Regions from separate parts of the Bicyclus anynana genome. Here region 1 is linked to region 2. Evidence: chromatin contacts called from public Hi-C data. All regions are on one chromosome and are shown on one strand. Each heading gives the region's core, a stretch centred on a gene start, on an enhancer-like site or on the middle of the called end of the contact. The rest is flanking DNA. Distances are from core to core; before and after follow the strand shown.

Evidence for each region. A called contact is a pair of places that touch in the nucleus more often than the background predicts.
Region 1: a contact with region 2 is called in a Hi-C map of whole body, with 2.9 times the contacts expected there. The contact joins the enhancer-like site here to the promoter of LOC112056883 in region 2. A contact is called at or near these places in 2 of 2 Hi-C or Micro-C datasets (whole body and whole larva).

The regions. Positions count from the first base shown.
Region 1 is chr21:6,111,470-6,118,215 of ilBicAnyn1.1, forward strand. LOC112056907 (phosphofurin acidic cluster sorting protein 1) reads left to right here. Exons shown (of 18, transcript XM_052888237.1): 8 at 5,259-5,330. Among protein-coding and RNA genes, the nearest start is that of LOC128199296, 13 kb to the left of the region's middle. Within about 2 kb of position 5,227, at least 6 of the 8 cell types and tissues checked have open chromatin away from gene starts, as enhancers often do.
Region 2 is chr21:5,979,527-5,985,527 of ilBicAnyn1.1, forward strand. It overlaps LOC112056883 (probable maleylacetoacetate isomerase 2), which reads left to right and starts at 3,740. Exons shown (of 5, transcript XM_024097378.2): 1 at 3,740-3,998; 2 at 4,567-4,744. The coding sequence starts at 3,990. LOC128199291 (a long non-coding RNA gene) reads right to left here and starts at 3,320. Exons shown (of 2, transcript XR_008251949.1): 1 at 2,909-3,320; 2 at 2,528-2,766. It overlaps LOC112056867, which reads left to right. Exons shown (of 10, transcript XM_024097363.2): 8 at 10-492; 9 at 776-888; 10 at 1,007-1,672. The coding sequence ends at 1,145.

The DNA of each region.
Region 1 (6,746 bases), core at 3,977-6,476, 130 kb after region 2:
AAATAAGAAAATAACCTCAAATTGAAAATGAGATAATTCGGTAGCCATACTTTTGAAGCCTACATACAATACTACTCTGGTTGGGGGTAGACGTAAAATTTACGATAGTATTTTAGAATTTAAACTATCGTGATAGTTATTCATATTAATTTATTTTGAAACACGGCTAAAACTCATTATTTGGATCGTGTCGCGCTGCAAGAACCAGCTCGTGACTATGGGCCCCGTATGGGTTTGAAACTAGTTGGGCATACTCCGACGTTGTATCAGCCGTGTTTCATAGTAAATTAATATGACGATAGTAGTGTCCTAGTAGGCTTATAATGTGCCAACATATGCTGAGACGAGTGAAAGCCAAATTTCTACCAATATATGCGGAATAGAGCTACCAATGTATCGCTCTCTTTTGTTACTATGAGACGAAAGAGAGAGCTATGTTTTTGATACAGCCGCTATTGGTCGACATTTGTCTTTTGCTTGTCTCAAGGTATGTCGTGTTATCGTAAGCCTACTGGCGAGCTTGCTAATAGTTCAGATTCTTTTAGCAAAGTTATAAAGGTATTTACAATGTAGGTAAAAGTGGCGTGCAATGTTTTTAATCAGGGTAGGCACAGTATGTTCAAATTTAACTGAAGGGAAAATTCCTTTTCTAATATAGGTTTAATAATAATAATCAGTCCTCAGGATAAGGCAGTATATTTTTACATCTATAATTAGCATGCGACTGACTGTAGAAGAAGTTTTAGTATATTATAATATTAGAAAAATGTGCAACTTCCTTTTCAATTATTTAAATGACATAAATTATTTAAATACACCTAAAACAACTTGTATAGCTATATTTGCAATTAAAATTGTAAAGTATTTTAGTGAAAATCAATTTGTATGTTTAATTAATTCATTGAACTTAGCTAAAAAGCGGAAAATAAAACAATGGGTAGGTGTATTTCTAATTTAAATAATACATTTTGAGTAATTTTTAACGTGTCTCATTATCATATACTTATTTAGTACTGAGTAAATAGTCAATTAATTAATTGATTATTTAAGTAATTTATGTAATTAGTTAATAAATAACATTAAAGAAAACTAGGGTGCATCTAATTATATATGTGGAAAACTGATTTCTATGTGATTTATTGATTTAATTTTTGTTTACGAGATATATTCATAAGTTTCTGAGTTCCAATTGCTAACTTTTGGTGCAAGGGATTTGCACTTTGAGTTTGAGAACCCTGGAAATGTGGTAAATTAAGATTTTACGTTACGTACAAACGTAAAATCTTAAATTTTGTAATTTTGTTGTATTGTAGAGTTGCAATACGTACTTAATATTTTTGTCAAGGTAAATTTATACGTGTTAGGTAATACTGAACTTCGGCAGAAGGATGCTCTGAAGATATTTGTAGCTTTTTTTATTTTGCCTAGTACGTAAAATCGATAACCAGTTGAAATTTATGCGTGATGACATTTGCATTTGTGTGTGTAAAGACAGTCAGTATAATATTGTTTGATTTTATAAACTGTATTCTTGTATAAATCAGACTGTATTCTTGCATTGACATTTAATCCACCAAGCTCTATTATTTTTGAATATCGAATCTCCATCATTAATATACGAATTTAAAATAGAACTACGCAAATGAAATAATGTGTAAGAAAGGGAATTGCTCATCCCTGGTTCTGGCCTACCCTAAACACCCGACAATCTACTTATATCTAAAAAATCTTAATAATTCTACTTTAATTATGAAACCATTACTTTATCAAAAAATGTTTGCGATACCTAATGTTTTACGACACTTTTACAAAGATCGTCGACCATACAGCCATTTTACGACATTTTTTGAAGACTTATGATTGGGTTGTTTGATAAACTTGTTAGTAACAGAAAAAAATGATACAAAAAAAATAATACTTCTTCAAATGTTACTTTGCCGCTGTCATACAACCGCGAACTTTTGAGCAAGAAGACGTTTCTGAACGATGGATGTTTCGAATTCGTATCATAGACTACTAGTTTTATTTTACACAGATTCGAAATTTGAAAATCATTGAGTGTTTGGTGTAAGCAAATTTTAATGGTATCTCACTAGCGTGTTTGTCATGTTGACGATAAAAACGTTCCTAGGCGTGCGTGCATCAAAAACATATCTCTTGAAGAGAAAAATACATTGTCGACCAATAGCGGTGGAGTTTGAAATATCGCTCTCACTTTCGTCCCAGCGCAAAAAAAGAGAAAGCGATATTTTTTATACCGCCGCTATCGGTCAACATTTCTCTCTTCAAGATGTATGTTGTTGTTGCATGTTGTTATGTTTTTGTTTAACAATTATTATTAGTTTTAATTTAATTTTATGTGATTGAAACAATTTTGTGACGTCATAACTCTCTATTGGGATACCAGTCTAACATATTAAAGATGTAGACATGAGCAAAAGTTTTATCGTGTGTTTTTGTTTTGTTTGTACTGCTGCCTGTGAATAGTTTAGTGCATGCGCGGGCCGGGCGGAGCGATATACACACGAAGACAATATACATACAATAGACACTCAACCAAAACTGTATTTTTTATATATATATATATAGCTAGTTACTAGTTAGTACAAACATACATGGATCCTAGTTTTACATATTGAGTAAATTGAATATCATAGAAATTGTTGCATTTATTATTTCAATTGAAATGCATAGTTAGTCATATAAGATAGTAAGTTTGCTTTTTGGATTTAAAAGTCATTAATTAATTTAACTACAATTATATCGTATATAGAATATATTTTATGTTGACTTTTTATTGAAAAGCAATTTTACCAAACTTGTGGTTAACTAAATTAGAATTCCGCTAAATTATAGTCATTATGAATGTCTAATTATTACATTTATGAAGATTATATTTGCCTGAACTCATGTTTCACACATTCACTGAGCACACCATACTGATACTATATACAAATCTATATAACCAATAACCTTGTCATTAAATACTATAATTATGCTCGAAATTGCCTTTCATTTACAATCAAATTAATCATGAACACATCATAAATTCACAAAGCACTACATAACAAAATATTATCGCTTGAGAAACTACACCATTTTGTACTGGTTTTAGTTTATTATCGATATATTCGTTCGTTTGGAAAGAAGAATAATAAACATTTATCAGTATAAAATTACCGCTAGTCTAGCATGAGTCAACGATATATCTCTTGAAGAGAAAAATACATATTGTAGACCAATAGCGGCGGAGATCAAATATCGCTGTCTCTTTCATTTCTTTCGACGACCGCGTGGCGCAGTTGGTAGTGACAGTGCATTTACAGCCGTGGGCTCGATTCCCACAACTGGATAATATTTGTATAATATGCATAGATGTTTTTCAGTGTCTGGGTGTATTTATATGTTATACTAGCGGACGCCCGCGACTTCGTCTGCGAAAATTTCGTTATCAACTTTACTACTACCCCTACCCTACCCCTACCGTACCACTACCCTAACCCTACCCTACCCAACCCCTACATCTACCCTACCCCTACCCTACCCTACCCTACCCTACCCCTACCCTACCCTACCTCTACCTTACCTACACCCTACCCCCATCCTAACCCTACCCCCATCCTACCCCTACCCCTATTCTACCCCTACCCCCATCCTACCCCTACCCTCCCCGTACCCTATCTCTTTCCTACCCCTATCGCACCCGTACCCCTATCTCACGCCTATCCTACCCCTACCCTACCACTTCACTATCCTACCCGTACCTCTACCCTACCACTACCCCTACCCCTACCCTACCACTACCCTAAACTCGGCCCTAAACCTACCCTACCCCTACACTACCCCTACGCTTCCCTACCCGTACCCTACCCTACCCTGTAACTTAACTATCTTACTCCTACCCTTCGCAAAATCGGTCCAGTCCTTCGAGAGTAGTGGTATGACCAAGAGAAATAGAGACTTCTAAGCTAATAACATAAAGAGGTAAAGTTCGTGTGGTTTGTAGGAGGTAATCTCTGGATCTACTGGACCGATTTGGAAAATTGTTTTACCAATAGAAAGCTACGTTATTTGCGAGTGTCATAGGCTATGTTTGCTTCCCATATTCACACGGGAACGGGAACTACGTAAATGAAAGCGCCGGGCGTCATATAGCGGAATTTCTGCGTCTTTTAGAAATTTTGTATTATCTCCGAAACTATTTAAGTAATTAACATACCGTAAAGGGCAAATCTTATCTCCATAATATCCTTGTGATTATTAAATAATTTATTTTGATAAGGATTTAAGTTAAGTAGCATAAATAATGACGCAAACCTAAGTATATAAAATTAATAATTTTTAAAACACAAAAGGTACTATATCTGCTAATATATAGAAGATAGATATATGGTGTCGCGGACTTTTTTGTAGAACTTTTAAAGATACATAAAGTCTCCATACATTAATTTCAATTTTACACAATAGTTAAGGCAGCGCATGCGAATAAGTCTGTTTAAGAGGATTTTCAGTCCGACCTGTATGACAAAAACTGTGATAACTTGGCTAATATATATGATACCAATATAAAATATAGCCTATAGCACTCCTCGATAATGTAGCATTCTACTGGTGAAAGAATTTTTAAAATCGGACCAGTAGTTCCGAAGATTACCCCATTTAAAAAATGTGACAAACTTACAAACTTACAAACTTTACCTCTTTATAATATTAGTATAGATAAGTATGTAGTATATGACCAATAATATGACCAATATTCCCATTCCCTCCAACTAATCGGGAAAGACTGTATTAGGAGTGGGTACGACAATAGACCAACGGGGCGAGAATCGAACCACCACCCCTCGGTGATGAATCCGACCGCTCTTACCTATATATGAATATTTATGATAAAATCCTATTTATGAATATTTATGATAAAATCCGCTATCAACGAACCGCCCATAACAAACACACACAAGCTATAGCTTTGGGGCTAAACGGTGATGTGTGTAATAGTTATAATAATTATTGTATTTCATCCCAACACAACGAAAGAGAGAGCTATATTTTCGATCGTGTCGCTATTGGTCGACATTTTCTCGTCTTGATATATGTCATGGTGCGCATCTTAGGCCTACTGGTCTCCACACTGGGGAACCTAAATCGTTGAAAAGTAGTAGTAAAGTATCAAGTAGTACGACAGCGCGGTGTAGTTTGTCCGGTGACGTCACTGCCCCCTCCCCCCGGCCCGCCCAGTAACGGCATCGCATGCGCAGTGACGCGGCACGCCAGCCTCGCGTCAACCACAGAGCTGCGCCCGCGCGACCGCCCCGCCGCGCCGCTCACAGGTATCACAACCCTCCGCGACCACTCTGTTACAATGCTGTGGTTACAATACCTGCTACATACACTTTGTCGACTGACTTTAACCCACATACTTGTACGTATCCATTAAACAGGATGGGTGAAGGTCGTTTTTAATACGAATCTTAAACTATTAGAGACCGTACGCACTATGCGGCCACAACAACGATCACTGACATATCTCGTGGAGAGAAATGGCGAAGTGGTCCCAGTCCCATCTCTTTCGTCCCAAAGCAATGAAAGAGATAGCAATATATTTGCTTTTGCGTCGCGATGGGTTGAAATTTGTCTATTTCTCTTCACAATAAAAAATAATTTAAATAACAAAACCATTGTAATATCGGCAATACATTCAAAATAACTTTCACTTTCAAAGTCAGTCTACAATTTTTAAATCTCTTCGTCCTTATGCAATTGTAAAATCAATCAAGATTTGGATTAATAAAAATCATGTATTTTATTCACTTTCAAAAACCATGATAAGCTATCCTTTTAGACACTACAATAAATATGTAATCTGAATTCTTAAATATCTTGTTTTTGTCTTTATTTGTTTAAAATTCTATTTAGTTTAGTACTTACTTAATTTTACAAATGTATATGGATAAAAAAATATTATGAAAACGATATATGGTATGCAAAAATAATAAATATAACACAATATTAAAACAGATATGTGTCAACAAACTGCTTCTCAAAAGTAGACACTTTTTGGTATACACAAATAACTGACAACAGTAAATATTATAATAACACATAATTACTTTACGGTTATACCTATGATTTCTATTTGTTTTGTTTACACTATATGACTCGTCGTCTCGTCTGCGTAGTATAATATCCCGAAATCTCGAAATTGGAAAAAAGGTCTGGAATCAAATTCTCTGAGTGGTATGCATAAGGAACATAATTTTCTGTCACATTTTGGGTGACGTTGTCACTTGGATTCTTTAGTTTTTCGCGGATTATAGCACTACCTTTATCTATGTATCTAAGAGCACTACTAATCAATTACTTCCTATTTATAGACATCCTTCTTTAAAAAAATCAGTGTAAACAAGTAGAAACTACAAGTGTAACTGTGTATTAAAATGCAATAATTAAAAGTGTCTACATTTGTGATTTACTAATTAACTGCAAAAACATAGAATGCTTTTGTCTGTCTCTATTGTTTATTTATATATTTTTTTCCTATTAGCTTCTATTTTTGGCTTTGCATAAACTATGATCTGTTTTTGGTTTGTCTATAACCTAATATTCTTTATCTACATTCTTTTTATCTATAAAATTTTCAATCTGTCTACTTTACAATATATTGATTTAAGAGATATACGTAAATAAAATAATGCAGTGGTGTAACTATAAGGTGGCAGGCCTGGCAAAATGTCACGGGCCTAAAT
Region 2 (6,001 bases), core at 2,490-4,989:
ACCTTGTAGGCTGAACGCGAAGCGGCGGAAAGGAGGCAAGAGGAAGAAGCGCGAAGAGCTGAGGAATTGAAACGGCAAGCCGAGGAAGAAGCTAGAAAGGCTGAAGAAGCGGCAAAGAAAGCAGCAGAAGAAGCCGCCAGGAAAGCTGAAGAAGAACGTATTGCAGAAGAAGCCAGGTTAGCTGAAGAAGCTCGCAAAGCCGAAGAGGAAAGGCTCGCAGAGGAAGCTCGTTTAGCTGAAGAACAACGTCTCGCTGAGGAAGCCCGACTTGCTGAAGAAGCTCGACTAGCTGAAGAGGCCAGACTCGCTGAAGAAGCCAGACTAGCAGAAGAAGCAAGATTAGCGGAAGAAGCTAGACTGGCTGAGGAAACTAGATTAGCTGAGGCGGAGGAAGAGAGGTTAGCGGAACAAAGAAGACAGGAGGAATTGGCAAAATTGGAAGAACTAGAACGTCAGGCTCAAGAGGAACGTGAAGCTGAACTTGCACGACAGGTAAATTAAATGCTTAATAAATAACAACCTTTTTGTGATTACTTGCCAACCTTAGATTACTTGCCAGAATAATTATTAGAAATATTATTGTGAACAATTATTTATATTGTTTTGATTTTGATAAACCGGAGCATGGTTAAGGAATGAAAAGTAGACAGGGGAGGGCATTTTGTCGGATCTGAGTGGCGTAGCTGCTTAAAGTTGTCGGTATTGTGCGAAATATTGACAGACATCAATTATTTAGTCCACTTATATATGGTAATAGTCACATATGCGATTACAGGCAGCTGAATTAGCAGAGATTGCAAGACAAGAATCTGAACTTGCTGCTGCACGTTTGGAAGAACTTTCACACAGTGGATCTGCAGGAGATAATACCGCTGAAGTTGAATCAAGGTAATATTAACTTTTAATAATAGATGAAAAGCCTTTAAATTTAAATCATAAACCACAACAGAATTATAAGATACAATCATATTACACAAGCATAATGTAATATGAAATGAAATTTCAGTGAGCAACCTGAGGATGAACCCCTTGTAGAGGAACCTGAGAGCCCAGTAGCTGTTCCAGAAGATCCAGCAGAGTCACAAGATGCTGTAGAAGTCAGCGAAGATGAAATGGCAGAACCTGATGTAACAGATGAAGAATAAAATTTTAAATCTAAGAGTTATATTGATTTTGTAATCTAACAATTTACTACTTAATAACAAAATAATTGTTTATACTTACTGATTTATAAACTATCAACAGTTGTTTTAAAAGTTAATATGTACAAAAGTTTTATCATCCAGCATTCTGCTATAGCTGTTCATGTGGTACAAGTTTAGAGAAAAATATACTAGACATTTCTAGTAATGCATTTTAATAGATATACATATTTGTTTATATAATTTATAGACTATTCATCATTCATGAGGATAACATCCAAAAAATTCATGAATGCTGCAATGGTTAAATGGTGGCAAGTCAATAAGTTTAAAACTTTTTAATATCAAATAACTTTCATTTGCGTAATATAATTACGTGATGACGAGAGGATTGGTTATTTTTATTCAGTTATATTGTGAATAACTTATCTACCACTAGTTAACAATGTTACGTTTTTGAAGTTTAAGCTGTAAGTGTTTTATAATGGTACATCTTGTTACATTTAATAATAAAAGACAATAACAAAGAATTGCAATTTATTTCCCTTAAATTAAATATAATGTATAAAAATATTATATAATAGTACACAGGGAACTACCAAACTGAAGGAAAAACATCATAAGAAACTTGCATACCTGAGAATTTTCTTAATTCACTAAGTGTGTGAAGTCTACCAATCTGCATTGAGCCAGCGTGAGGGACTACTGGCCTAACCCTACTCATTCTGAGAAGAGACTCGTGCCTAACAGTAAGTCAAATATGGGTTGATAATGATGATGATATTTTCAAATACAAACAATAGGTGTCATACCTACCCCACACTTGAATAATATCAATGACACACCTCTTGCATGTCACTTGTAGTAAGTCCATTGTTATGTATATGAAAATAAGCTCAAAAAGTTTCAATTTAAGTTTTTAAAATTTTTAATAATATAATTTGCTTAATCCTAGTTCGAGGTATAAAATAGTTTTGATTCCAATAGATCTGGGATCTGAAAAATGTATTTATCACTAGCATCATCGTCATAATCAGCAGTTACTGAAAAATTGTCCACTGCTGAGCATGGTTGGTTTAATTGATGAATTCATCTATTAAACCAAGGTGTAGGTGCCTTATGTGCCTGTAATTATACCAGTAATCATAGCCTTAAGAACAGAATACAGCAATACGCTTAAAAAAATAACATTTGCCATGAAATGTACTTATCCTACAAGAAATGTAAGAATTTACAATCTATAGGCACAAATGTTTGAGCCCTCACCTGTAAGGTCAGAAATGCAGCCAAGTAAGTCAGACGGGAGAAAGTAAGGAGTGAGTGGCAGGTGCCTTCTACAGTCATTCATGCATTCATTCAATGGATGTATTATTGAACAGAATTAATCCAGGTTAATTAATATAATATATTTTATAATTTATAATATTACAACACCTTTAGCAAGTTACAAATCCATTTTTACAATTTGATCTGCTGTCGAGGCAACCTCTTCCTTTGTCACATTATTTTGGGGTTTTTTCGTAGGAACTGTAATATCATGTTTTTGTTCTGTACTAGTTTTAGGTTTGTTTTTGTTTTGCACTTCCACAAATTGCTTGTCTATATCTGCCACTTTTTGTTTTATCTGCAAAAACGATAATGAATTTTGAAATTCACAAGAAATGCATTGTTTGCATGCATGATTTGTATCCACTATGACATGATGTTTAGCAAAATAATATACCGCTAATCTGTGAAAATAATTAAATAAGAAACCAATAACTTACATTTTTCAAACCTAAATTAACAGCCTTTGCTTTGGTTTTCTTTAGGCTTTTCGCACCAGCAACTTTAAACACATTCGCCTTTACACCCTTTTTTTTGTCTTTCGCCATAACCCCAGATGTCAAGACTTCTTCATAGAATATAATAATATTAAACCTAATAATAAATTATTTATAGGTTATTAAAGATATAACTGCGATTTAAAAACTTATAACCTCAACAAAAGCCAAAACCCGCGAGTTAAATTTTTAATTTAAATTTTAAATTACGTCAATGTCAATTTGTCAAACTTGACAATTGAATTGACATTGACGTAATTTGTTTTTTAAGTTTGAATTCCAGACTTTGCGGAACTAAGGGACCCCATACACGATCAAACTTTATGTCAAATTAAATGTGTTTGTCAAACAATTTCATTTTCTGCGGCTTTGTTTGAAATGTTTGTGTGAAAAATTACTTAAAAGGTGCATTTACACGCTGGCGTTCAAAGAGAACTAATGAATGAACGAACTTTAGTGAACGAATGATTATTAGAGAAAAAAGCTAAAAAAATTAAATTCGGAAACCTGTACCGTATAGCCAATAGTGGCCAATAGGTAATAATTAATTAGTTTAAAGAATATTTTACACCACAGAACTTTAAAATTATCTATTAAATTTCAAAATTCAATATACATTTTTATGAAAATTGGTTTTTATAATATAAATGAACTATTGGCCAGTTAAAAAGTTCTACAATAAAAATTACACAATTTTCCGGCTGATTATTCGAACGTATATTCAATGAATTTTGTTGATTTTGTTCACAAAACAAACGTCAAATGATTTTGATAATTTGATTTGATTTGTAGTACATTGGGCTTGAATAAATTCAATTTTTTACTATTTACAATTTGAAAATATTTACTGCATCCAGGTGAATTATTATTTCACACAGAATTTCAATACCAGCTGAATATAAGTTTCGTTGGCCTACGTTCAATTTATAGGACTTGTTGCGTTAGTAATAAATTTTTTATATCCGTGCTAATAAACGCCGCCAAAATTAATTACTACTCGAAATACAACGGATCTATCTCGAGTATGGCTAAGGTAAGTGAACAAGTATATTAATATTCACTGAATTATTAATAGGCAACATATTTGCATACCGGTAAATCGTCACGATTGTAAAATATTTACGGCTCAGGCTCACCACAGTTGTTGGCCTCCTGCGACCGGTTTTGCACAGTAATATCGGACTTCTATAAAATTGCCTTGTTAGATTTAATCCAATTTTCTTTAATTTGTGAAAAATCATGGGTGATCTTATTGAAGAAATGGTAAGGCCTATAGAATTCAATTCATATACTTAGAAATTCTCATGCTTTCTATAAATTTTTATTTTACAATCAATTTACAATTATTACGGGTAGTTAAATGGGTAACTGGAAAAAAAGACTCATCTGCAGCAGGGGGTAATAGCCATGATGATGTGGTTGTGGGTGGACCACAATGAATTTCAAAAGTGCTTGTAAAATAAGCCTAGTTACTTAAATAAATGAATTTAGGGGATTTTTGAATTATGATTATTATAATTAGTTGAAATGATGATAATAACTGAAAGTATAAATAACAGAAACAGATTATTGTTTATATTTACTTTATTTTGTATTTCCAGCCAGTATTATATTCATACTGGCGAAGCTCATGCTCATGGAGAGTGCGGATAGCACTCAACCTGAAAGAGATACCATATGATATAAAAGCTGTGAGCCTCATAAAGGGCGGTGGAGAGCAACACTGCAATGAATACAGAGAAGTCAACCCCATGGAACAAGTTCCGTCGCTGGTTATAGGTATGTGTGAGCGTCCACAGAAAGAAAGTGCTCAGGCGTTCAGAGTATATGCAAAATATCATTGTGCAGACAACAGGCAGTGGCATGCTAAAGGATTCCCAATAGGATAAGCACAATTTCAAGATCTAGGCCGGACATTTCCTTTTTTCGAAACAAACTAACCATATAGTTCTTGTAGAGCTTACTGTGCTGTGGGAGACTAACATTCCGATGGACCACAGTATGAAAGTAAATAAATATTATCAACTAACTAAAACTGGCTATGTGGTTCAGTTTGTATGCAGTAGAAATAGGACTGAGAGGATCACTAGCAAAATCTCTCTATAACTTACTTAAAGATCTTGGCATCACTAGAACAGCAGCAAGTTCTATATTAGAAAGAATATTTAAAGCTGCTGTAGTAGGATCTTGCCAAATTTGTCTAGGCAGGGAGAATCTGTGCAGAGTTATGATGTTACATTAAAATGATAGCGAATGCAGAATTTAGAACTTGAAACTGTTTCTGTTTATGTGGGTTCTCTTTGATTACTAATTAAAGCTTTAGATGATTATCAAGTGAAAAATAAACAAAACTGGTATTAGATGTTCAACAAAATAAGCTTTATACAAAATGTTTTGCGGTTAGAACAACTCACATTTTGCTAAACCACTAACTTAAGGACAAGCTAGCTATTACATAGTTATTAATTATTATTATTATTTTATTATTAAAAATAAAATTAGAAGAACACTACTTAATAATAGTATTTTTTTTTGTATTGCAAAGATCAGATAAGCACAATATTATGAAGATAAGATAAACTTTTACTTATCAAACTTTTGTAATCTAGGTGGTTCTTAAGATGTCAAGTACCACCTTGATTACATTACTTATCACTATTTGCTTGTTAAAAATACCTTATTTTGAAAATTTTTATTTTACAAACTTTTACATCCAAAGATAATTAAAAGGTCATGTGATCCAATCATCTTTCTCATAAGAACTATGTCAAATCTCAAAATCAGTCCATTCAAATAGAATTTTTTTTATTGTTTAAATTTTAGCCCTTGACTACAATCTCATCTGATGGTAAGTGATGATGCAATCTAAGATGGAAGCTGGCTAACTTGTTAGGATGATTTTAATAATCCCAACCCCTTATGGTTTCTACACAAAATTGTTTTGGAATGCTATATTGTTTGGTGGTACGTCTTTGCCGGTAGGGTGGTTACTAGCAAGGCCAAAGCCTTTCTGGACCAATTAAGAAAACCTCAATA